2 separate regions of the Mus musculus genome follow, and region 2 is linked to region 1. A link is a contact called in public Hi-C data. All regions are on one chromosome and are shown on one strand. Each heading gives the region's core, a stretch centred on a gene start, on an enhancer-like site or on the middle of the called end of the contact. The rest is flanking DNA. Distances are from core to core; before and after follow the strand shown.

Region 1 (7,858 bases), core at 1,876-4,375:
ACAAGTCAGGGACATGTAGAGAGCATATACTATGAGGAAATAGACACCAATAAGTTTATTCTATGAAAGGTTGGCACACCTTGAAAGGTTAGTTTATAAGGCAACAATGTCTTCAGTACTCAAAATCTAGGGTATGATGCCAGTAACAAATTTTTATTTGTTTTGAACAGCAAATATTTTTTTATGTCAGAGTTTCTTAATCTAGGAATCTTGGCTCAGTTAGGGTGATCTATCCGTTAAATTTTCTAAACTCTTACATTCAAACATGGGATTTTGATCACATCTTAAAGCACAAATGGGAAAAGTCTGCTTTATAGTTTACTCCAGTTGCTGCTGGCAGGACTCAGCGCCTCCACACTTGTTAGGTTGATGGTACTATTTCTCACTTAAGTATTGGACAAGGAAATGTTATTTGTAGTAGGGGAGTTTCCTAGCACAGCTTATACCATGATACCTGGAATTGGTCCTGTCAAATAAGAGAGGTAATAAGAGAGGTAATAAGAGCAGGTAAAAGAAAGGGAAGAGGGAAATGACTGCATTCAGTTTGTAATGCTGTCACTTTAAAATATGCTGGTCATTTGAGGTGACAAAAGCATTGATCATGTGTGTTAGTGGCTGATGTTTGGAGAAAAAAGTTAATATTTGAAAACCATTCTAAAATGAAAAATTAAGAGAGTTAGTGAAAAGTCAGATTTTTTTTACATAAACTGATGCTTATGTTTCAACAATCAGTTGGATATATTTTTAAAAGGAATTGAAATTAAAAGCTTGGTAATGACATTTAGCCCTGTTCTTCCTTGAGTACAGTCTCATGCATGTTCTCATTTACACAAAACAATTTACTATTTTTCCTCAATCTTATTCTATAGTATGAAAAAATACAAAGAAAAGGAAGATGAAATCTCACCATTTAATACATGTGTTAAGATTAATATTGGGCAAGACAAGCATTTTCATTAGAGGCTTTAGAACTGTGAACTAAACAGTTTTTACAGCAATTGTAGACTTGAGAAGCTCTTTGGAAGTTTATATTTGAGTGTGTTCTTGAATTATGCACAAAGATTCACTGTAAGATGAAGTAGAAAAAAACACAAATAGCAAGGAAAAGCTTGGAGGATAATGGGGCAGATATTTGATATAGAATGGATAGGCTGTATGGAGCTTATGAAGCTGTTGAAAGGTATATGCAGAGATTCAAAAATGCGAAAGGAATGTAAGGAGAGAATGAGTCCACAGTAATAAAAATGTGGATGTGGAGAGTTTACAGACAGCTTTTTTAAAAAAAAATATTTTTTTTTTTTAAGATTTATCCATTTATTTAATGTATGTGATTACATTGTAGCTGTCTTCAGACACACCAGAAGAGGGCATTAGATCTCATTACGGGTGGTTGTGAGCCAACATGTGGTTGCTGGGATTTGAACTCCGGACCTCCGGAAGAGCAGTCGGCGCTCTTAACTGCTGAGCCATCTCTCTAGCTCCTACAGACATCTTTAAGATGACTAACAATGTGATCAATAACATCTAAGGCCAACAGCTGAGAAGTTTTTGAAGGAAGAACATCAAACTAATAGGCTATTGCAACATTTCCAGCTTGAACTAGAATAATATAAGAGTAAGTGACAAATGGTTTGTATGTTAGAAGAGCATAATGATTTGAAGACATGAGAAACAGGCTATTGTGGGAGCAGGTGGAAGGAAAGATGTTAAAGATAAGTTGTACATCTCAACTGAGAGGATAGTGATAGCTATCAAAAATGGAATGTACTATGCAGGATGACTTGTGTTTTTTGATTTATTTGGAAGTGTTAATGATAAAGTAGGAAGGTACAATATCCTTTATTTTAAGCTTAGAAATTCTGGAGTTAGAAATTCTGGAGTGATATAGTAATTAGTGCATGATTTTAATGAAAGAAGAATCAAAGTGTTCAATATGAATAAAATTATCAGTTACTAGAGGGAAGATAGAACTAAATTAAAGCCATCTTTGACCAGAAATGAACTACCCAGTACCCCAGAGCTCACATCTCTAGCTGCATATGTAGCAGAAGAGGAGAGGCCCTTGGTCTTATTAAGATTATATACCCCAGTACACGAGAATGCCTGGGCCAGGAATTGGGAGTGGGTGGGTTGGGGAGCAGGGCAGGGGGAGGGTTTAGGGGACTTTCGGGATAGCATTTGAAATGTAAATGAAGAAAATATCTAATTTAAAAAAAAAAAGAAAGAAAGATTCAAAGAGGAAGAGAAGCCAGTGCTGTCAGTGGTCAGAAGTGTTTATATAGAAGAGAGGTAAATGAGGTGGGTTCTATGACAATAAGTGTGTAGTTGGTAAGTGGGATGGCATTGGCAGATTGAGACAAAAACTTCTGGATAATATAGGAGACTGTTTTCAATACAACCACCACCAATTCTATTTTATATAATAAGCCCCGACTGAGCTTTGACTATATGGCTTAAATTTGAGAAGCAGGAAATTCTGAGAAACTGGAGGCATCATGAGATGATCTGTTTCTACAAGTTTGGCAGCAACACAGATAGGACAGATGGTGTGGAAGCTTGAAATAAGTAGACTCAAAGAGAGGAAATGAATAAATTGAGAATTTGTCACCCAAAAGTAAAGGGACTATGAAAGGGAGGGTGTTGTTGTTGAAAATATAAATGAAACTAAAAAGAATATGGAAATAATTTAGATTAGGCAGGGCCAAAACCACTATTAAAAGAGAAATGTTTCCAAGAAATCATCAGCTATCCTACACACAAGAGAAAGGGAAGCTCCAGGAAAAATCAGCCTGTTAAGGAAACACCAGTTGGTTGATTCTAATTGTAGTAATCAATGAAAAAAATACTGTTTGTTTAAGCTCTATTACTTGCCAGGACCAAGCTTAGTGATTTACGTGTACTAAGTCATTTAAAGTTTTGAATGGATTTGTGGAGTGAGCATAGTAAGTGATCCTACTCTAAATGAAGAAAATTGAATCTTTGGGGAATGGAACTTGTTCAAGTTTCCAGTCAGAGTCAATTCTCAGAAACCAGCCTATTTTGGGTTTCATGATTCATGCTGTAGGATCCCATGCGAGGTGTATATTATGGAGATTTAACCACAATTGGTCTATGGACTTAGCACAGTCTGGGGAGAGAGAGAGTCTCTTAGCCACAGTGGTGATTCACTTGAAATTTGACTTCTGAAGGCATGTGTCTACTGCATTCCTGTAACTTCCAACAGAAGCCAGTTAAGAAGATGCTGGGGAATGCTAAGGGGTATAAGACTAATATTTTAGGAGAACATAGTAGAGGAAAAGTCTAATGTGAAAGTAGGGATTCATTTGAAATGGCTGACAGCAGAGTTCAATCTGGAAAGGAAAAGAAAGGATGCTTATAAAGAACGACGAAATGAAGGCACAGAGAACAAACACAGCCAGAGCTTCATAAGAATAACTCAGAGTTCTTAGGCACAAGAATATAAGGAAATATACTATAAGGGGAGTCATGGCTTCCAAAATAGGTGTCCTTGTGATAAGTAGGTCATATACCAAGGTTAATTAATCCTAGCTCAGCCTGGCAGAAAGGGTTGAATGTGACTGAAATAGACTGAAGGTGGGGTCACTTCCCTGACGGAGTGGAGGAGAAGGAGCATGAAGCCAAAGTGACCAGAGTTCCAGCCAGGGTGCCAGGTTAGTGATGAGCAGATGATGTTGGATTTCGATTTTATGTAATGTAGTTTTCTGTTGTGACTTCAGATGTTGTTTGTGATTTGTGATACCGAAGGACTGCTTGGTTTTGACACTTACTCTTTACTTTTTGCATATTTAAGGAAGAAGTTTAGAATAAAAAATACAATGAGCTTTCACAATTACACTAAGAAGAGAACTAGACATGCGGAAATTATATGTTCAAGAAAAAAATATTTGGGTCCAAGTATAAAGTCACAGGTGTGCACTATGATAAAGCCGGGCCGTGAAAAAAAACTGTTGCTTTTAACTTTTAATGAGTATATTTATTATAATGAACTACTACTTTGAACTTAATATTAACATCCTCTGTAGCTCCGATTTTAGGTAATTTTCTAAAGAAATTTTGTCTCAGAAAGTATAAAAAGACCACAGGGAAAAAAAAAACAAAGTTGATGGTTGAATAGTTCGGCTTGGGGAGCTTTCCCCAATTCTCCCATCACTCCATCCAAATGCATCTACTTGCTTGTCTATATGTTTGTGTGTAGGTATATGTGTATGTATATAAGCATGCATGAATACTTGTGGAGTTGATTGTGACAGACAGTAAAGTTCAGTCAGAATGTTGGTGTATGGATGTTTGAATGTATATATGTGTATTAGTCAGGGTTCTCTAGAGTCACAGAACTTATGGATAATTTCTAAATAGTAAAGGAATTTATTGATGACTTACAGTCGGCAGCCCAATTCCCAACAATGGTTCAGTCGCAGCTGTGAATGGAAGTCCAAGGATCTAGCAGTTACTCAGTCTCACGCAGCAAGCAGGCGAAGGAGCAAGAGCAAGAGCTAGACTCCCTTCTTCCAATGTCCTTATATTGTCTCCAGCAAAAGGTGTAGCCCAGATTAAAGGTGTGTTCCTTAACTCGGAGATTCAATCTTCTGGAATCCATAGCCACTATGGCTCAAGATCTTCAAACCAAGATCCAGATAAGGATCTCCAAGCCTCCAGATAAGGGTCACTGGTGAGCCTTCCAATTCCGGATTGTAGTTCATTCCAAATATTGTCAAGTTGACAACCAGGAATAGCCACTACAATCCACCCCTTGTCAACTTGACACAAATAATATCTCATGTTCACATGAAACAATAACAAGGTTGTAAATACGCCTAACATGATATAACTATCCCTCGTACAATCGCAAACGCATTAGTAAATTTACAATGGGCATTCATATTACTTTATAATCCTCGTTTCTGCAACTGGTTACGTGGCCTTAATTGGTATTTATAACTACCTTCCTCTACTACCCATTCTGTATTTCCTTCACCTTCAGCCAGCACCTCAGCAGGTCTTGGCTCTTTTCCTGGAGGATTGACCCATACCTTCATTCCTGATGGGTCTGCGTCCTTTGTCATCCTGCTTGGATTAGGCTGTTGTAGTTTCCCATTGACTTTAATCACAGGACATGGTAGTACTAAGAGACGCCCTAAGGGATCTCCTGCACTCCAGACATAATCTTGCTTACCACCATTGTGAAGAGGTAATCCAATTTCCCCATGGTAATCTGGATCTATCACGCCTCCTAACACTGTTATTCCTTTTTTAGCCTGTTGGTTTAAGGGCATTAGAAGCCCAAAATGACCAGGGGGAAGTCTGAGCTTCCAGTTCAATGAAATGTTTGTTGTAGCTCCTGGTAGGAGCACTCCCCTCTCTGGAGCCAAAACTTCTAAGCCAGCAGAACCTAGAGTTATGGGGACAGGAAGCAAAAATTTTCCTAGAGGGTCACTAGGAGTGATAGTAAGTGGAACTATTCCGTTTTCCACCCCTTGATTCCTGGACCCATGAATCCTGGCTATGGGTGAAACTGTACCATATATCGAGCGCTGATTCAAAGCATATACTGCCTTCTGAAGAACTCTGCCCCAGCCTTCCAAGCTGTTACCACCTAATTGGCGCTGTAACTGCGTCTTCAAAAGGCCATTCCATCTTTCTATCAGCCCAGCTGCTTCAGGATGATGGGGAATGTGGTAAGACCAGTGTATTCCATGATCGTGGGCCCACTGTCGTACTTCTCTGGCTGTGAAATGAGTTCCTTGGTCAGAAGCAATACTGTGTGGAATACCATGACGATAGATGAGGCATTCTGTCAGTCCGTGAATGGTGGTTTTAGCAGAGGCATTACGTGCAGGAAAGGCAAATCCATAACCAGAATAAGTATCTACTCCAGTAAGAACAAAACGCTGTCCTTTCCACGAAGGAAGTGGTCCAATGTAGTCAACCTGCCACCAGGTTGCTGGCTGGTCACCTCGAGGAATGGTGCCATATCTGGGGCTCAGTGTTGGTTTCTGCTGTTGGCAGATCTGGCAATCAGCAGCAGCTGTAGCCAGGTCAGCCTTGGTGAGTGGAAGCCCATGTTGCTGAGCCCAAGCATAACCTCCATCTCGACCACCATGGCCACTTTGTTCATGTGCCCATTGAGCAATGACAGGGATGGCTGGGGAGAGAGGCTGATTGTCCACAGAACGGGTCATCTTATCCACTTGATTATTGAACTCCTCCTCAGCTGAAGTCACCTTTTGGTGAGCATTTACATGGGACACAAATATCTTCACATCCTTTGCCCATTTGGAGAGATCTATCCACATACTTCTTCCCCAGATGTCTTTCTCACCAATTTTCCAATTGTGATCTTTCCAAGTCCCTGACCATCCAGCCAATCCATTGGCTACAGCCCATGAGTCAGTGTATAATCGTACATCTGGCCATTTCTTCTTGCAAACAAACTGTAATACCATGTGTACTGCCCGAAGTTCTGCCCACTGTGAAGATTTCCCTTCACCTGTGTCTTTCAAGGTTGTCCCAGAAAGGGGTTGTAATGCTGCAGCTGTCCACTTCTGGGTGGTGCCTGCATAACGTGCAGAGCCATCAGTAAACCAGGCTCTAGTCTTCTCCTCTTCGGTCAGTTGATCATAGGGAACACCCCATGAGGCTATAGGTGCATGCTTGGCAGCAGATGGCATTGTAACAGGAGTAGAAACCATAGGCATTTGAGCAACTTCTTCATGTAACTTGCTTGTGCCTTCAGGACCTGCTCTGGCCTGATCACGTATATACCACTTCCATTTGATAATAGACTGCTGCTGTGCACGTCCCACTTTATGACTTGCAGGGTCTGATAGTACCCAGCTCATGATGGGTAGTTCAGGTCGCATAGTGACTTGGTGTCCTATTGTCAGACGTTCAGTTTCCACTAAGGCCCAATAGCAGGCCAAGAGCTGTTTTTCAAAGGGAGAATAGTTGTCTGCAGATGATGGTAGAGCTTTGCTCCAAAATCCCAAAGGCCTTTTCTGTGATTCACCTACAGGGGCCTGCCAGAGGCTCCAAACAGCATCTCTATCAGCCACAGACACCTCAAGTACCATCGGATCTGCTGGGTCATATGGTCCAAGTGGTAGAGCAGCCTGCACAGCAGCCTGGACCTGTTGAAGGGCCTTCTCCTGTTCCAGGCCCCACACAAAGCTAGCAGCTTTCCGAGTCACTTGGTAAATAGGCCTAAGTAACACACCCAAGTGAGGGATGTGTTGTCTCCAGAATCCAAATAGACCCACTAAACGTTGTGCTTCTTTCTTGGTTGTAGGAGGGGCCAGGTGCAATAACTTATCTTTCACCTTAGAAGGAATATCTCTGCATGCCCCACACCACTGGACTCCTAAGAATTTCACTGAGGTAGATGGTCCTTGAATTTTGGTTGGATTTATTTCCCATCCTCTGATACGCATATGTGTTACCAATGAGTCCAAAGTGGTTGCTACTTCCTGCTCACTTGGTCCAATCAGCATAATGTCATCAATATAGTGCACCAATGTGATATTTTGTGGAAGATCCAAACGATCAAGATCCCTTCTAACTAAATTATGACACAGGGCAGGAGAGTTAATATATCCTTGAGGCAAAACTGTGAAGGTATACTGTTGGCCTTGCCAACTGAAAGCAAATTGCTTCTGGTGGTCCTTATGGACAGGTACTGAGAAGAAGGCATTTGCCAGATCAATAGCCGCATACCAGGTGCCAGGAGATGTGTTAATTTGCTCAAGTAAGGAAACTACATCTGGTACAGCAGCTGCAATTGGAGTTACTACCTGATTTAGTTTTCGGTAATCAACTGTCATTCTCCATGATCCATCTGTTT
Region 2 (7,858 bases), core at 2,976-5,475, 77 kb before region 1:
AGGCATCACTGAATATAGTAAAACAGTTCCTCCGAAGACTGTGTACTGACCTGGGATGCATCCCATCTTGATGGTTAACAAGACTCTTTCAAAAAATAGCTGATCTAGAAATCTATTGCCAAATTCAAGATTATGAAGATTTTCTCCTATATTGGTTTCTAAGAGTTGTGTGGTCTCAGCTCCTGTTTATGTTGTGGTAATTTTTATAGATAGAAATTGAGAGTTGTCTCAGTCCTTATAGATGGAGATCTATTGACTTGGCTGTGGAAAGCCTTTTGGGGTACCGCTTGCAGGAGTCTGACATTGGCCAAGGATAAGGAAATGGGCTTCAGGCAGCAATCTGACTTTGGAAGTAAGCTCAGGCAGGAGCCAGACATTACGGCATAATAAGGAAGTAAGTTCTAACTTTAGGCTGTAATAGGGAAGTAGGGTAAGGCAGGAATTTTAGTCTTAGGGTGGAACTAGGCCTCAGGCAAAATTTTGGGCTTGGAAGGGGAAGTGGGCTCAAGTATTCCGTCATTAGGACAAGCCCTGTCATGGGAGTAATCAAGGGACTTCGCTTGCAGCTTTGTTAGTTCCTTATTGTACTGCTTGCCCAAAATAGTTGCATGTAATTAAAATGGTATAAAAAGTGGATTGGAAAATAAAATTTGCCTTCAGTCTCAGAATTGACTGGGGTCATGCTAAAAAAAAAAAAAATAGCTGTAGTTTTTAGTGCAAAGAAGTCTTTGTGATCATGACATATGTAGAAATTGACAAATCATAATTTGAATGAGAGTTGATTTAAGAAAAATGATAAACCAAATGGCAGCAACAGGCGTGTCTTTTTTTAGGAAAAATAAGGAGGGATGGGGCGGGGCAGGAAGGCATGTGCTCATTGAAATTATGTCTCTCCTGTCATTTACTAAAGACAAGTATATATCTAGGAATCATGTGGTAGAGAGGGAACAATGAAAGTTGTTAAAAATTGAAATGAGGTAAATAAAATCCACAAGTAGATAATAATTGAATTTACTTAGTATCTGTAAGTAACCATGCCTCCACTTACCCTTTAATATGTACGTGTATAAATTAAAATGAGGCACAGAAACAAAAATTCTTCCTGTGTACTTAGGTGTGCTAAGGTATCCAGTATCAAGTCTGGTTTCCCATACATGTCACATTCTAGAATCATTATACAATTCGATAATGCACTTTCGGGAGAGGACTGTCTAAAGTCTGACGTGATTTTGTTTTGTTTTGTTTTGTTTTTCCTGCTAAGTGTGCATTGAATTGATTCCCGGTCAAGGCCAAGAAGCTTTTGTATGCCAAGGGGGACAAAGTGTTGTCTGTAGTCATGGCCCACCCAACCAGTAGATAGATAGATAGATAGATAGATAGATAGATAGATAGATAGATAGATAGATAGATAGATAGATAGACAGGTAGATAGATAGATAGATAGATAGATAGATAGATAGATAGATAGATAGATAGATAGATAGATAGACAGAGAGACAGACAGATAGACAGGTAGATAGGTAGATAGACAGGTAGATAGATAGATAGATAGATAGATAGATAGATAGATAGATAGATAGATAGATAGATAGATAGTAGGTAGATAGATAGATAGATAGATCAATAGATTAGATAGATAGATAGATAGATAGATAGATAGATAGATAGATAGATAGATAGATAGACAGATAGACAGGTAGATAGATAACAAGTCTCCACTGTGGCCGTGTGGCAGTCATCACTATACTGTTACTTTCAGGTGGGCATCCCCTGGAAGCAAACAACACTGGACAATCTCTCAGTGTTGATTACTTCCCAAGAGAAACTTCCTTTGAAATCGAAGTCATTGATTTCTGAGGCTGAAATTTATCTTGTCAAAGTCAGTAGAATTAAATCTGCAGGAATTTATGAAACTGGCTACTTTCCCAGTCATAATTTTATGGGCTTTCATATGAAAAAAATATAGGCATCTTCACAGTCTAAAGGAACATTGAAAAAAGTGAAACAGAACAATAAGTGATTTTTGTTCCATGACTTTCCCAAGCTAGCTTTTGTTCAAATGAATCATTGTCTTTACTCTCACTTTCTAGAGAACAAGTGAAGCCAGTCAGGAAAGATAATTTCCCCAAAGTGCCTGGAAGACAAATGTTCACATAAAGGTGGATGAAGACAGAAGGAGGTGGAGTCTTGCTTCATTGATTTCCCCTGCCACCACCCGTCCCCCCACCCCCCGCCCCGTCTATAGTGAGACCTATGGAAATGTCAGCATGGACAATATTCTATATGTGCAGAAAAAATATAGAATAAGTTATTAAGAAAAGTGGTCATTTTATTTCTCTGATGAGTTTTGTGCATTCATTTTCTATTTCAGTTATCACCTATCACCCTTTGAGGAAAAGATACAATTTAGGACGCAGCTATTTCAGTTATCACCTATCACCCTTTGAGGAAAAGATACAATTTAGGACGCAGCCTGAGGAATTTGTTTAGATCATTGACGTGTTCTCTTTTCTTTTTCTTTAGCATATGAATGTGCTTTACTATAGTTTAGTCTAAGAGCTTCTAGCTTTGGATCTTTAGGCCAAACCCACACATATAACTTAGAGCAGGGACTATTTCTATGGACAGAAAATTATTTCTTTCTTCTTAAAGGCTATGGGGGAACTCATGTAGTAAGAAATACACATGATTTAATTTTACAGTCTGTTATAATTCTTATAGGAAGTTTATTTCAGCCATACTTTGGGAGACCTATTATGTATACTTATATCATTTAAATTTGATCTTTGTACCCAGACTTGCTGATTATGCTGCTAAGGATTGGGCTAGCTATAATGATCTTCCACTGGGGATAAGAACAAGTAAGTGTGTGTATAATAACTCAACTTTTCTCAGAAAATACACTTTTACCTTCTTAGTTAAGGAAGTACTCTAACTCATACATTTACCTTTCAAATATAAATTCAGTTAGAAATATATCTTAAAGTAAAAATATATTTAAACCTAAAACTGAATAGACAGTAGTGTAATGAAATCGATGATAATGTAGAGATTTGTACTTTCTCCTGGGAATATATGTTGTGTGATTTAAGTATAGTCACAAGAGTATATAAATATATGAAAGATTAATGATAATCAATTTATAGTAAAGTTTATTGATTACTAAAAACCTTGGCTAAAATTATTTCAGTTCAAAAGCTCAGGAAGAATCAATCTCATGTGCATGGCATGAGGATATTTTTGGGTGTATATGACAGATTCTGGCAAATTATTTCAAACGACTTTTTGGGGTGTATTTCAACTGTATCTAGAGACATATTCTCAAATTTTTCTATGTTAGATTTCTGATTAAAATCTTACTTTTCTACCACAGTGAGCTAGAGCTTAACTTTTTAAAAATTTCCCCAGTCTCTTGAGATTTTTGCTGTCTTTCCCTTTAAATGTTACATAGAACAAACTATTAGGTATTTTACAGTGAGATACTGAAATTCCCATTGTGGAAAGAGAAAAAGTTAATAATAATGCAATATAAAAACAGGTGAGAACTAGCATAGTGCTTTTATAATTTGTCTTTCCTCAAATGCTCTCTGAGTTGTGATAGACACACACACACACACACACCACATGTACACACACCATATTGTCATATGAGTTAAAAATAAATTATTTTAATGATAAAATCCTCTCTTCAAACCTTTGCAGAAACTGATTTTTCCAAATGTGTTGGAGATATGTTGTGTGTATATCCAAGACTGGATATACCACAACAAAAGATGTCATGTGTGGGAACAATATCTAATTTTCAATTAAGACAGACGTGGACTTGTTATAAACCTTATAGTCTATAGAAGTTTATGAATTTGTCCACGTTTTAATTAAATCACCAATACTAATGCCTAACCCGGAGTTCTTTCAGAGATTAAAACAAATGTATTAAACATCTGGCATACTACTTGTCAAAGCAGTATGTACTCTGTCTTGCTGCAACCTCCTACTTATGTGCTTGCTTACAGATGAGCTGGTTTACACAGAGAGATAGTTTCTTATAAAGGGCTAGCACATATCTTGGAGTCAAAAATATCTTCTGAGTATATAAACATGGCTACTAGCACTTAGAAAAATTGTTTTCCATTGTAAAAAACAACTCTCCATATATAGCATAGTAAGAGATCGACACCTTGACCTTAAATGGCTCCTTTAGTAAAAGGATCGATCCCTTCTTTCACTAGAGGGCACCAAATCATGCCCTAAAGTAAAAACATCACAAGGGAATGGTTTGGGATGGGGGCCTGGCAGGCTGAAAAGCCTGGTTATAATCTCCATTAAATATCTCTTGGTGATCTCAAGGGGTGTGTAAGACTTTTAACCACGCTTGCTCGGGCATATTCTCACATGCATACAATTATATTCTGTGTGTCGAGAAATCTGATATGATTTAATTAAGCACAGGGGACTTTATTCTATTCAGTCCCTTGAAGGAAAGAGTGAAATCCTTCAGAAAAAAATATATATCATTGTACTTCACTAGGACAAGAGGGTGTATCGCTGTGGAAGCATTTGTCTAATTTCTATTCTCTCTAAACCTTTAATTCTTTTGTAGAAATAAACTGAATAGTGCCTTTGTAGCCTGTAGGACTTGTAATTCCCTGTGGGCCTTGTTTACTGATTGGGTGGATCCTTGATTGAAATGAGGATGGTGTAGATTTTAGTCTTCAGATTTATGTGATGTACGCATGACATTTAATTTCAAACAAACTCCTCTGGGGGTAGAAAATTGAGGGAAATGTATTCACAATTGTTGAAATTTTATTCTGAATGCCTAGTTCATTTCTATCCTCTGCTAACCAGCTGTATGTTGAGTGGCTTTTGTGAAGAGGAAAGATGCTATTGATGAAGTGAATATTCTTGCCTGTTATACTACACTGCTGGCTCCCCCTCCCCCTCTCTGTGTCTGAGCATTATAGTAAGCTGATTTTAGATCCATTGGCATATTGAACTCATTATATTCACTCTCTATCCTTTGTGTTAATGGACACATTGTTAATTAATTATTGTTTTCATTCCCTCCTGATATCCTATGATTTGATGTTTTTGTTTGTCTATTTTGTTTGTTTTGTTGGTGTGTGTGTGTATGTGTGTATATGTTTGTGTGTGTGTATACTTAGAACGAGGCAAGAAGATCATTGCAAACTTATGCCCAGCCTGAACTGCATGGAAACTTAAAACCAGACTGGGCTACATAGCAAGACTATATAAGAAATCCAACCTAATAAATAAATAAGTTTAAAAGAAAAGAAAAGAAAAATCACATGGCAGAATTCATGTTTTATTTTCATTAAGTACACATCATGAAACACAATGGCAATAAATTATTCTTGTGCAATATTAAAACACAGTCATTACATAGCAAATGATATTTAAAATTATCTTTCACATGTTCTGTTTCTCTCTGTCCACACATATATATCCATCTATCTATTATGTACCCATGCATATGCTTTTACCATATATCTATATCTTTATCTCTCTCTCTGTGATCTATCTGTCACTTATCTATCTGCATATCTATAATATCTATCATCCATATATCATCAATCATCTAAACTTACCTTCCCTGTATTGTGTAGATTTTTCTGTTTGAAATTTCTCTGTTTAGAGATGTTCACTAAGTGGCTAATCCACTTAAGTGACAGAAAGAACAGAATCGGATTTTTTTTTTTTCAGACAAAAAGTCAGATTATTATTTTTTTCTGTAAAATTGGTCTCTATACTGAGTATCAAGGAGAGAATGACTTCTGACATTGGAAAGAGTTTGTGAAGGAGTAGAATTGCAGTCTGCTCCTTATTTTCATGAGTTTCACATCTTCAACTTAAACAAGCAGGAAAGAAAAGTATTTGGAAAACAATTTCATCTGTAGAAAGCATGTATAGACTAATTTTCTTGTCATTTTTACCTAATCCATGTTTATATTAAATTTAGACACCATTGGGTTTAGAAAGAATCTAGGAATTACAGAAAGCATATGGGAAGGAATGCATAAGCTATATACTATTCTATATAAAAAAGATTTCACAATTGTAAACCTGGGTATTTGTGAGGGCTCTGGAGACGGTTCCTCACAGATACTAAGGTACTGCTCCTGATTCAGTGTTTACAGGTACATCTCAGCTAAAGCAAACAGCAAATACCTTGTTAAATAAGAAAGATGAATAATGATGTTATTATTTGATATGTTTAGTCTGATATGTTAGTTAGTTATATATGATTGCTGAAGTACATGTGTTAGAGTACTAAATTCAACCAGCACAACACCCTGAATTTGATACAGGGAGATAAAGAGGATTAGGAAGAGTTGGGAGAGAGAAAATTAGGATCAAAATATGTAGCATGAAAAGAAATATTTTTCAGTTACAGAAGAGCTGAAAATTTCTATGCATTCATGAAACCTTCCTATTCACCCTATTTCCTTTAATTAATTTTTTGTGATTCCTATGGGATAATTGAGATGATTATAGTGGAGCCTCTGATGTGGGAATTCCTCACATAATTGGTTCTGTATTTTGGTGGTTGTGGTAACTCATTTAAAGCAATATTTTATATTTGGCTTATTTTTAATCGTCCGAGTTACATTTTAAATGGTGTCCAAATTTTTTTTGTAACCGCACATGTTTTATTTTAAACTTTTGCACTTATCCACTGAAGCCTGGTTTGCTGCAAATAATAATTTTAAGTATATTATGCTTCTTATCTTTTAATTATTCCAGAAAAGATTTTATTTATTTCTGAGAACATTGCCTTTTAGTTTGAGTCCTGGTCATTTAATTTACTAAACAAACAAACAAACAAACATCTAAAAAACTAAAACAACCAACCAACCAACCAAACAAACAAACAAACAGAAAACCAAAACACAACAACAACAACAAATAGAAGAAAGCTTTTTCTCTGCCAGCCAAACAAGGCTGGCTGTATCATATTTAGAAAAAGGCAAACTCCACCCAGTTCTGTAGCTAACACACTTGCCTATAGCCACAGCACTAGTATCGGAAGCCACAGAGAGTTGAGATGGCAGAAACTTAAACAAAAGTTCTCAGCCATGCTCACGTGACTAAGAGACACTTGGCCCTGTAATTCAGGCCTGACTCTCTATAACTAGGTCCTTTACCCTAACTTCTTTCTTTCTAAGAATATAGCCTCTATGGAAACTGAAGGTCATGACTTAAGCCAATGAAAGAACTCTACTCACTTAGCTTTTTCATGCAGTCACGAAGCCTGGTCTCTAAGCTGAGGACCCGTTGATGAAGTTCTTCATAGTCATAGGCACCAATTTCCTCCTGAATCCCAGTGAGGACTGAAGACAGGTTCCGAATTTCTTCCTTGAACTGTGTGATGAGCTTTGCATCGGTTTTGTACTGCTCCAACACTGGGATCAGGGGCAGTAGCTCATCCATTTTCTCTTTCAACTCCTGGAGAAAGCAATAGAGTGTTTCCAAGAGTCATTCAAAACACAAAAGGCAGCTATGTTCTTTGAATTAAGACATGAAAAGGAGCTTATTAAAACAGCTTCAAAATTCTTCATTTATATTTTGGGTAACATCAGATAGGCTTTGGTAATGTAAGTGGCCACAAGACTCTTGGTAATAAATTTTCCTATCTCAGCTTGTCAACACAGCAACCTCTTTTTTGAGAGATTACATAAATTGCTATAAAATAAATTGATCTTTACCATAGTTAGCAATTATGGTCTTTTGGATTATCTTACTTTCTGCCAGTATTTTATAACCTGAATAATACATCATCTCATTTTGAAACTGAGACATGATCCCATTTTCTAATGATGTATTGAATAACAATACT

The links. A called contact is a pair of places that touch in the nucleus more often than the background predicts.
Region 2: a contact with region 1 is called in a Hi-C map of cerebellar granule neurons, with 1.9 times the contacts expected there. The contact joins two enhancer-like sites. A contact is called at or near these places in 5 of 484 Hi-C or Micro-C datasets (cerebellar granule neurons, cerebral cortex, embryonic stem cells and 2 more).

The regions. Positions count from the first base shown.
Region 1 is chr3:115,023,493-115,031,350 of GRCm38.p6, reverse strand. It overlaps a transcript of Olfm3 not described here. Among named protein-coding and RNA genes, the nearest start is that of Olfm3, 54 kb to the left of the region's middle. Within about 2 kb of position 3,125, at least 33 of the 459 cell types and tissues checked have an H3K27ac peak or open chromatin away from gene starts, as enhancers often do. A contact at or near this core is called in cerebellar granule neurons, where this site is marked.
Region 2 is chr3:115,101,413-115,109,270 of GRCm38.p6, reverse strand. Olfm3 (olfactomedin 3) reads right to left here. Exons shown (of 6, transcript NM_153157.3): 4 at 7,248-7,467. Among named protein-coding and RNA genes, the nearest start is that of Olfm3, 24 kb to the right of the region's middle. Within about 2 kb of position 4,225, at least 1 of the 459 cell types and tissues checked has an H3K27ac peak or open chromatin away from gene starts, as enhancers often do. A contact at or near this core is called in cerebellar granule neurons, where this site is marked.